2 separate regions of the Gasterosteus aculeatus genome follow, and region 1 is linked to region 2. Evidence: chromatin contacts called from public Hi-C data. All regions are on one chromosome and are shown on one strand. Each heading gives the region's core, a stretch centred on a gene start, on an enhancer-like site or on the middle of the called end of the contact. The rest is flanking DNA. Distances are from core to core; before and after follow the strand shown. Region 1 overlaps LOC120834822 (band 4.1-like protein 1). Region 2 holds the start of apobec2a (apolipoprotein B mRNA editing enzyme, catalytic polypeptide-like 2a).

Evidence for each region. Hi-C and Micro-C count contacts between places; a contact is called where the count stands out from the background.
Region 1: a contact with region 2 is called in a Hi-C map of tail fin, with 4 times the contacts expected there. The contact joins the enhancer-like site here to the promoter of apobec2a in region 2. A contact is called at or near these places in 2 of 6 Hi-C or Micro-C datasets (skeletal muscle and tail fin).

The regions. Positions count from the first base shown.
Region 1 is chr17:20,321,651-20,326,970 of fGasAcu3.hap1.1, forward strand. LOC120834822 (band 4.1-like protein 1) reads left to right here. Exons shown (of 22, transcript XM_078091701.1): 22 at 1-2,087. It overlaps cntn4 (contactin 4), which reads right to left. Exons shown (of 23, transcript XM_040204296.2): 23 at 3,347-5,320. Among protein-coding and RNA genes, the nearest start is that of LOC120834822, 48 kb to the left of the region's middle. Within about 2 kb of position 1,556, at least 3 of the 9 cell types and tissues checked have open chromatin away from gene starts, as enhancers often do.
Region 2 is chr17:20,237,950-20,243,667 of fGasAcu3.hap1.1, forward strand. It overlaps apobec2a (apolipoprotein B mRNA editing enzyme, catalytic polypeptide-like 2a), which reads left to right and starts at 3,713. Exons shown (of 4, transcript XR_013453161.1): 1 at 3,713-4,037. LOC120835575 (dihydropyridine-sensitive L-type skeletal muscle calcium channel subunit alpha-1) reads right to left here and starts at 1,647. Exons shown (of 43, transcript XR_013453160.1): 1 at 1,271-1,647; 2 at 959-1,064.

The DNA.
Region 1 (5,320 bases), core at 306-2,805, 82 kb after region 2:
ACGAGCGCCTTCCGGTCTGCCCCCCCCCCCCCCCCCCCCCCCCCCCTCTCCCGCAGTACGCCCCCCCCCCCAAGACTCTCTGTGAAAACACTGGAACAAGAACGGACTCACTTCCATGAAGCAGTAGACCTCCACAACCAGCTCTGACTCTCGCCCAACCCCCCCCTCCCACACACACACACACACACACACACACACATCTGTCCTGGGCCCATTGGGTCAGGTGGTCTGAATCCCTCCCCGTAAGGGTCCTGGATGAACAAGGTATAAGAGTGGGGGGGGTTAAATGAACAGCGCCAAGCGGCCTCTCGCTCGATGCCGCCTCCTCCTGACTGCAGCTTCAGTAAAATCCACAGCTGTCTTATAAGCTTTTTACATTTTTATCTATAGAGGATCTAATTTATGTGCAGTGTTTGCTTGTTTATGTATAATGTCAGATAATCTGCATGATGAGATAGATACAAAATAGCAGCGGGAGTGCAAAATATGAATAAATACACAAAGGCATCCATATATGTATATATATATATATATTATGGGTCTGAGCCCCTACAGACCGCTGGGGGGGGGGTCCACTGAGGAAGGACAGCCGGGACTCGTCCGGTTCGCCCTCACCGTTTTTTTATTTTCACGTCAACGTTGAGGAAATGCTGGTCACTGGTTTCGGGCGCCGTCGTACGACGTTGAGAGATATTTTAATATGAATAATGTTTTATTTGAAAGCTTTTCAGAAATGTGATGATTTGACTGACTGCCGTCATGGAGACTGTTTGCTTTCCTCTTCACTTTGACGCGGTCGAGCTGGAAGATTAAGTTAATCAGAGCGAACTCCAAACCAGAGAAGTGGTGCTGCAGGACGCATGCGCACACTTCCCTTTGGGGGGGGGGGGCAAACCCTTCAGTCGTTTCTTTAGTTCTTGTGCCCCTGATATGTTCGTTCATCATTTGAAATATTTTTGTGGTATGAGAGTTATTAATTCGGGCGGCAAAACTACAACTTTTAAGTTTGTGCACGTTCACGAGCATTATCCTAACGTGGTTTTTTTTTTTTTCATTCTGTCGAACTGTATTTATAGGAGTGGTGAATGTGAGGCCTGTGCCCCCCCCCTCCCTCCCCTAGTGTCACCAGGATGACCTTTAATGATATACTATGCATCACTTAATCACCCATAGACCCCCCTGTGATGGAGCTTGACCCTCGCTGGTGACCTTTCGCTGCTGTTAGCCGGAGGCGGAGCATCTCACTCATCGCTGTAAAAAGAAACAAGGAGAAATTGCAATAAGCAGCCATCGCTCGCGTCACCTGTCCTCTAAAAGGAGAAAACTGTGAACTGTAACGCAGAGGCGGTACGCAAAAGGAAGCTTGGAAGTGTCGCCCCCTGCTGTTGATGCGTCGGAGGAAATTCATTTGTTTTTAGTTTTTTTTTCTTCCTTGTTTTCTGACACTGGACTGTTGTGGAGGCACCTCGCTGATGACTGCAGCACGTACGTACACTGTAAAGCTGTTTGAAACGGACTCACCACTGATGGGAGACAGACGAGGGGAGAGATGGAGGGAGGAGGGGCCTCCATCCACATGCACATGCACACATACGGTATATATGCACACTTCTGTGTGGTGCCCATGTAGACTTTGAGCCCGTGGGTGTAAAACCAGCGTCTCATGAGTGGGTGCCTTATGTTCGGAGTGGTGCTGACGAGAGCAGCAGCCGGCGTTATCACAGCTCAGCCGTCAATCATCCCCGAGGCGGACGTGGAAACGACCCCCCCCCCCTCAGTCGGAGGGCGAACCGGAGCTGGTCTTACAAAGCGAATTACTCGCTTGGACCAGGACGGGACATTGAGGGACCCTTTGGGTCCTCAGCGACATGACAATATTTATTGGCCCCATTAACGTGGACAATCCAGATGAGTTCCCATTATGGGTTTTAGGTTGTTTTATGTTCTTTTTTTCCTGAAGAGCATTGAGCTGCGCTGCCTTCTTGCTCTACATCCCCCTCGTGCTTGGTGGTGTGTATTTGCTGTATTTGCATTCAGTCTAAATGGAAAACCTACATGCATAAATAAATGTCTCAGTATGATTCAAACACTGTGTCTGACTCCACTGAAGAGGGGAAGGGGACCAGTTGTCTAATAGTGGACTGTGGGGAAACAAATTCTTTGTCTACTTCATTAAATGACTTTCATCCATCAGCAGTTCGTCATGTGATTAATTGTAGTTTTTTTGTGTGAGAAGTGGAGGCTGCCGTTGACGCCTTGTTCTTCACTGCCATCTCCTGGCCTCCATCAGCACAACGATGCTGGCAGCAGGTTTGAAGAAGTTATTTATATGCTGTTAGCGCCATCTAGTGCGCTAAACGGTCTGATACACGATTGCACTTGATGCCTTTTTGTCCACTTTTTTTAACAACGCAATCCTTTTATGTGGAAAAAAGTAATAGTATATAACGTCCAAATAAGTCAAAGCCAAACAGAGTAATACCATTTCTAAAAGTCAACAAATACCTGTAGTTTATAAGTTGAAGAAAGACACGGAACTGAATTAAATGAACAATGTATATTATGTAAAAAATAAAAAATATATATAAAATAATCGTATAATCTGTCATAAAAAATTGAAAAATAGTATGGGGAAGAAAATAAGACATTCATAGTAGAGCCTGTCAAATAGAAGACAAACTCTGCTATGACTGTCTATAGTATATTGAAATAAATGTCAGCATACATTGCTGTTATTAGTATTAGTTATTAGTATTAGGGTAAATCATACTATGGTATTTTCACGGTTATGGCGTAAAGATCTACAATTGTCACCTGATACACCGGTGACACATCAAGATATGAAGAAGAGATTCCAGCCTCATAGTTATGACTCTTTTATGTCTTCTTTCGTATATATACATGTAGAATATACTGTGGACTTTATTATAGAAATACTACACCTTGACTTTTTCATGACATTGTTGTCTACGTTGTGATTGACAGGTTATAATTATTATGTAACCCTTTCACAGTTTGTTATCAGATCGTAATTTGAACCTTTTGGTCGGCCAAAAATGTATCATTCAACATTTATTTGTAAGTCAACCGTCTTGTTTCACTTCAGAAACGTGAGTGTGGACTCCCTTGTTATTGGAACGGGACCCAAAGTTTTAATCTGTAGCTCTTGGCAGTTTTAATTGGAGCCGTGCTTTGTTAAATCCCCGGAGTATCCCTTCAGTAAACTGTAACTCTACATCCACGTGTTTCATTTGTTTAATTGTAATGTGAACAAGTAGAGAAGAACATACTCCCATATGTTGGTCCCGTGATGTAGTGACGGATTGACCCACAGAGCTTGACATTGTTCTATAAATCAATAATCTTTATTAACACAGTATAAACAACAAACAGCAACAGAGGGAAGCCTCACGTAAAGTGTGTATGGACACCTCGGAGGGGCTGACTGAGACGGGGGGCTCATCATGGTTCAGATACATATAGTTTACACTAAATGATCAGATGCATGAGCCGTGCACGTTGCCAAAGCAAATCGGTCGACTTGCAGATGGACAGAAGAGAAGACAAAGGAATAATCATGCTGAGCAACAGTTAGCTACAGTATGAAACAGTTATTACACAAAAACAAAGTAAATCATCTCTTTAGAAAGGGATTTTTTTATATAAATGATTTGAAGTGTACAAAACAGTATATTACACATTTCTTGATGGATGATTCTGAGCGAGACTCAGTAGCCTACAGCACACTTCCCTTCAAAGTACAAACTACTTAACCGGATTACACGCTACATACAGACTGCGCGGCGCCTCGGCGGCACGGCAGCCCCTCGCGGCCTCAGGAGACTACGGGGAAAGGAAAGGATCAGCAGCATTGTCTTTAAATAAGAACACACACCTATAAAATGCACCAGGCCTCATATATTGCCAATATCCCATGCGAAATATCCGAATGCCATTCAGACGATTCTCGTTCCTCCCACCCGATCCCCACAAACAGACATGTAAACATCCCCGCGGCTGCTTCGCTGTTCAGTGCTCCTAATGGTTTTTCATACACACATGAGAAGTTAAGGCTCTTTAAGGACCTGAGGATTTTGAACGTATGATGAGGCACACGGAAGGCAAAGAATAGCTCTAAACACGGCGCTAACTGAAAGGGGGAGGAGCATGAGACAGCCACAAGCGTCCCGTCACCGGCTATCAATGGCCTCTAAAGCAGCAGTTACTGGTAGCGAGCTTTCATGCGGACGCCTCTAAGGACACCGTCGACTTTTTGGGAGTTCTTGGCCACCTTCTCTGATAGGACTGGCACCAAAAAACACGACGCTTGCGATGCGTTAGCATCCAGCGTGATAAAAGGTCTGACTGCTGCAACCATTGCATCCGTACACGGAGACATCCCGCCTCCTGTCATGGATGGTATTTCCATCCAAGCTCCAAAGATGCTTCAGCATTCTTTTGTTGTGAGAGCAGTGGAAGTGTCTGTCAACGCGTTACAAACTAAATGCATTCCTCTGCGGCAGCGCGGCATGGGGACATTTGGAAGGCCCCACTAAGTGGGCTTTGGGTGAAAGCTACTTTGTATTTAGTCGGCGCACTGCAAAGGGCCTGTGTATCCGTCCTCCATGCAGGAGAACCCAGATACCTACAGAAGAGTACTATTGGTATGCTTTTGCTTTATGCGAGGTGCGATTGGACCGATACTGCGGCAGCTACACCCGATTTATAGGCTCCGCTGCCACGATGACACTCAAACTATTTGAAAAGGATGATACAAGTAAATAAGGTGGTGGAGGCAATTTTACAAAACAATGCTTCTATTCACATGATGGGTATTGAATTCATTAGGTAAATAAATAATAAAGTGCTGTTGGCATCTGTGTCATTTGAAGAGTGCTACTTTTGCTACCTCATTGTTGTTATTTAGCGCTAACGCGTTAGCGTGGTGGTTGAGCATCAGCGTGGGCTGTAGGGGGATTTGAATCCTCTAATTTAAATGACCAATTTTGACAAACACTCAATGTCGTCCTGTGAATGAAACATTTGTGACATATCGCGGAAACAGGAATGCAACACAGTAACAGTTAATAGTTCACTCACTTGAAGAAAATAAACGTCTCTGGTCTGATAGAACCAAAGATTTCCTTATTTTAGAAGACAAAAGGCGAACTGTCATATCACATTCTTAACCTCCAGTCCGGATAATGTTATTTGCCATGCACCTCATTTTCCTCAAACCCAGAAGGACTCCCAGTTGATTAAAAAAAAAAAACTATAAAAGCTCAACGTGTCATACAAAAAGATGCATATAAGACATTTT
Region 2 (5,718 bases), core at 2,463-4,962:
AATGGTAAATGGACCCTACTTGTTCCAACTACTCAAAGCATTTCAACGCTGCATGACACCATTCGCTCATTTGCACACATTCACGCAGCGATGGCAGAGATCCCAATAGGACTTTAACTATCTACCCAATTAACATTCATTCAGCATTCACACACACCGTAGGCACATCTACAGCAGTACGTGTTTGGACCAAGGACACGTGGAATAGTAGACTACCACTAAACCACAAGTTTAACTTTTTCAGCACTCACACTGTTCTTTAAGCTATAATTCTGTGGTTGATTCGTCAACATTCATCCGTCCTAAAGATTAGCTTATCAGGTGTAGTTAACGGGACCGTCGGACCTTTCCAGCAGCCTGTGAAATGAGCCGCTGGTATTTACGTCTCCGTAAAGGTTATACATGAGCTATAACTAGACTTGAGTGTTCATAACGTTAATCTGTTGTCAAACACTTTTCTTTGTTCACCGTAGCGTTACTTGTGTTTGAAGGCAATAACTTAATGTTTTAATTGAATTGTATCGTTGTTTTACGATTGACGGAACGTTTTGCTTGTCTGTGTACACAGTGGGCAGGCTGGTTTTACTAAAATCTAAAACCGACAATGTTTTTACATAAAGGTTAATCACTAATGATTTTGACTGAGATTTTGTCTCAGCGAAATGATGCATCACCGTAATCAGCGCGCATCCTCGTGCTGTTAGCATCGCTGTGTCCATGATGAGACGCACTGTGCTCCGGTGTGTGTGTGTGTGCACTCCAACATTTTTTTGCCACAATGGCTTGGTGTGTATTTCATGATAACTTTGGCAGGCTAGAGAGAAATATCACCTATATCACTAGATTTAGGGCGATCTGCCAATGCTGAATGGTGCTTCATTATAAAAATCATTCTTTATTTTGAATGCAAGATCAGCTTTGCATCGACAATTAAAAAAAAAAGAGCATGCTGACATACCAAGTTGCTATTGGTGTTGTTGCTGTCTTCCTCAGGCATGGGCAAGTACACAGCCAGGGCCACGCAGTTGGCAAAGATGGCCAGTAGGATTATGATTTCAAATGGTCTGAAAGTGATTCATAGGAAGCTTCAGGGCTAACCACGTTAGCTCACTATTTCCCACAACAAATACCCTTTACACACATACACCTACAGCGGTAAACATAAACCATTTAATTATTACTGAAACTACATATGCTGAGGGGCAGCTGCAGTCACAATGAAATGTCATTGTAAAATGTAATGCATAGGGACACTACTACAGCAGGATACTTCCACTCCACAACACTGATGCACGCCTTGCGGAATGGATTCCTAAGTGTCAAGAAGAGGAGAGAGCGTGCAGGCCTTGGGTTGCCTCCTGTAGACATCAGCTTCTTCAGCTTCTCCTTTTGTTTTCTCTTTAGAGTTTCTTCATCCATGATGTAGGATGACAATGGCGGACCGCTGCTATCGGCCATTGCGGCTTCAAAAGGGTATTTTTGCCAAGTTGTAGGAGGTAATCCAAAAGGTCCTTTTTAAAATGTGCAGTAGTCCTTTTAGCTAGTTCGGTACTCATTCATAACCCATCTGAACTTGTCTCAATCATCTCTATCACTCTCTCTGATGGTTTGACTGAGCTCCCCCTCTTTCTCTGTTTATGTCTGCGGAATGGCAGCTGCACCCTTTACTTGTAGGGGATTGGTTTGCTGAGCAGCTGTGTGGTCATGAGAATATATATAGACAATGAGCACGGGTGTTGTAGCATGTGTTGACAAAAGAGGACATTTGATATGACTATAGTGACTTTCACCTTTATATTTTTATTTATAGAAGTGAGTGTCACCAAAACAGAAAAGTGTAAAAGAAGAAAAAACTGCATATAACAAACAAAAACATTTCGCAAGAAATGTTAACAGCGTGGCTGCAACTGCCCAAAGACAAAGCAATACGTAGTAGTAGTAATTTTAATAGTGGTAGCAGGAAGTAAGTCAAATTTGTACCAGTGGTATTAATTGTCGTAGGTTTAGTACTGGCAAGGTAAAAAAGAAGCTATTAAAAAGCCTTGGCACTTAATAGGTCTCAGACAAAGAGGAAGTAATTGTTTGGGAAGTAATTGCAATAGTAGTAATGGTGTAGTTATTAATAAAAGCAATTGTAGTAGTGGTCGTCCTAGTGTTAGTTGTAGTTTTTTAGGGAAAATGTTTCATATTGTCCAACATATACTTGTGTTATAATCATCTGTTGTTAGCGGCGTGGAGCGGCACTGGGAGGAACTTTTTGGAAACTTTAATATTATCAAGGTCTGACTATATTTCTGAGGAATCTGATTAATCTGAGAGGAGAAGGGTTTAAATTAAATAACATGTAACTTAATGTTGCCACCAGGTGACGCTTTTACTGGGAATGAAAATCATCATATGGATGTACAGGGTAAGGAGGTGACGACGTATGAGAAATATGGAGCAGCTCAGCATTTATGGACAATTTAAAACCACTTCAATTTTCATGGCGAATTGTAGTATTTTGCCACACTCGCATAGTTATAGCAATATCTTTTCAAGCTTAATGCGTTTTTTAAAGGCAAAGGTCTAAAGACCACACTGGCCAAATAAAAATTAGAAAAAAAACTAAAAATCCTTAGCGAGGATAATAATTCTATGAAATACAGTCGTAGCGAGAATCCTAAATATTGGAAATCACATATTTTTAGAAGGAATGTGATATTGTTTGGAATACATTTTTACAAGTAGGTATCAAACTTTTGTTGTACATATGCTTATGATGGACTGTGAAGGGTACAAATCTAGGTCCCCAAAGTCCCCCTTTTGAAAACGTTTTCTGGGTTTCAGGTCAATGATTTGATTATGAGAATAAGGGAACTATTGGGTCCACGGTAAAAGAAGATAACCACTATCTTTTTCAGCCACCAGAAGGCTCAGCATGTAAGCATTTGGGCGGATTACCTTCGCAACCTGTTGTCTTTGACAGCCTGAGCTCTATACAGGTGACAATGGCACTGCGTTTTATATAGTTTACTTTTTAGATCTTGCCGCCATCTAACGGAGCCTTCGGAATCAAGCTATCCTTTTCTTGGCCAGCTGGTCTCTACTGATCATGTTATTCTGTGCAATTGTGCAGCTGAAATACTAACACACTTCTGCCACCATGCAAAATGAGCTGCAGTCCCTGTCGGCCCAAAGGCATACAAGCAGAGACCCTGTGTCAGAACTACTGTAAATAGTTGGGGCCCTACCTCCCCCACTTTAAATAGATCTACTGGGTCTGTTAGCTGCAGCTGCCTGCGTGGATCTACCATGGTGTGACCCATATGGGCCTTTAAGGCCAGTGCCAATATTAGATGTTAGATTTAAGCTGCTTATAGACAGAACTGTAAGCTGAGTTTTATTATATTATCCTTAATTGTTGTTCATTATGTGCCAAAAATATATGAATATTATCCGGTGTTTTGTTCTGAACGTTGATTAAATATGTTGAAGCTTTGAATGCTATTAGAACAATACAATTGGTTTAATATCCTTAACTAAGAGCTTTTCAGTTTTTTGCTGGTTGTATTACGTCTGGATAAAGCTCTTCCTCACCACAGTAGACGTATTTTCTCAGGGAGTCATCTTACCAATAAGTGACTAAGTATTCATAAGAGGCTGATGTATAGACGACCTTATGAACTGCATGGTCTAATTCTAGCATTCTCTCCCCCTCTGCTCCCCCTTGGTCAGCTCCTTACTTTGTTCCTCTGCTCTCCCCTGCCCTCTCTACTCTTCAACTACCCCCTCACTTGGTTTTCAATCCTCTCTGCTTGTCTTCTGCTTGGTCTCTTTTGTTTTAGTTTAGTTTAGTGAACCCTACTTCTCATCATGGCGGAGAAAGGATGTTCCGTAACGAGAGGAAAGAGAAAAGAAGAATTGTCCAGCGAAAAGCCCGTGGATGTACAACAAATAAAGAATGAAGGAGGGCATGCACAGGATAACGCAGAGGTCGGTGCAGAAGATTCTCAGGTTGAGCCAATGGAACTACCTGCTTTTGAAATCATCAACGGGTAGGTTCACATCAATAAGTGTGGTCCACAAAACAGTCAATAAACAGAGTGAAAGATGAGCAGTGACCTCATTATGAATGTGCTGTATATTTTTTTTACTGAAGTGATGGTGTGCTCACAAGGTTGAGAGAATATTACGACCCCACATGATTGTACTGAAGCGATCAGAGTTGATTTGAGTGAATCTTCACCTTTACATTTGAGATCTGTGACAAATGTGAGAAAAATCCCCCAAGTGCCTTGCAAAAAACAATGTGTGATAAGCTCAAATGAGATGTCCATATAATGAAGTTTGTTTTACAGGTTGTTTTATTGTAGTAAATATAAAATATCTAAATGTACATTAAGACAAACCTCTAAATTTGATGATGTTGAACACCAAACCCTACAAACCAGTCAAGTATCAGCTTGTGTAAACTTAAACACAAAGTTATTCATCAGTTGCTTGAAAGTTGAGAAGATTCTTTGTTCAGCAGTGTGAATCTACAAGCATTATTCATGCTTTTTAGTAGAGGCTCATTGAAATGTATTCCTGCAGACTTTCCAATGGTTAATTCTTCTGTTTTTGGAATGCAGGAAACATGAGCGCCTGAGACTTTACAGCATGTTGGCTCTTTGCTTTTGGTCTGCGTGACCCACTTCAACTTCTAAGGAAAGTTTGGCCGGTGTCACTAACTTGGAAATGCAGCTAGATTTAGCAAATCTTCACACCCTGTGAACGACTTCATTTCTAAAACGTGACCAATTTAGCTAACTATTAAAATCAATAAGGGAAAATGCGAGAGATATATCAAATATATTACATTGAAATTCATTCTTAGTAATTCTGTTCTAGAACTAGTGCAGGCAAATAATCTCTGATCTTGTAATTACGTCCATTTTGAGAGAGAGAGGATGATTACTTAGTTAATGTGTTACTTTTAAACTAGATTACTGCAATTCTTTATTAGAAAACCATTATTATATTATAAGTGTCTTCAGCCTCTCCAGTTCAGAATGCTGCGGCACGTGTATTAACCAGAACTAAGAAAAGGGATCATGTTTCTCCTGTATTTGCTTCTCTGCACCGGCTCCCTGCTAATTCAAGAATAGAATCGTAAGATAGTTCTCCTCCACTTGCTGGTCAGGCACCGTCTTATCTCAAGGAGCTTATAATACCATGTTGCCCTACTACTCCATAGATGGCGGTCTATTTGTTGCTCCTATAGAGTCTTCAAAAGTCGGATGTGAGCCGGAGCCTTCAGTTATCAAGCTCCTCTGCAGTGGAACCACTTTGAGTCCAAGGCGGCAAACAGTCGCCTCATTTAGGACGAGGTTCAAGACTTTCCTCGTTGATAGCGCTTATAGTTCTCTTACAGGCCTCCTGTAGCCTCAACCGTGCCATTAGATGGGCTTCTAATGGCCTAGAATGCTCGGGGAGTTCCTAGGTTACACTTAGCTCCTCTCACTTCTTCTCTCTCTAGTTCCATAAGGATCTCATTACTGCACATTACTAATTCCATTACTGAAGCACCGGAGATGAGGTGCTTTCTGCAGATATAACCAGCCTGGTCCCGTCTCCTCACGTGGCCCTGCCGACACCTTTTCTAACATTAGTATTGGTGCCATTACTGTTACTGTCACATACAAAGTCCTGGATCAAGGCAACTCCAAAGTCTTCATCTTTGGAGGAGTCATATTA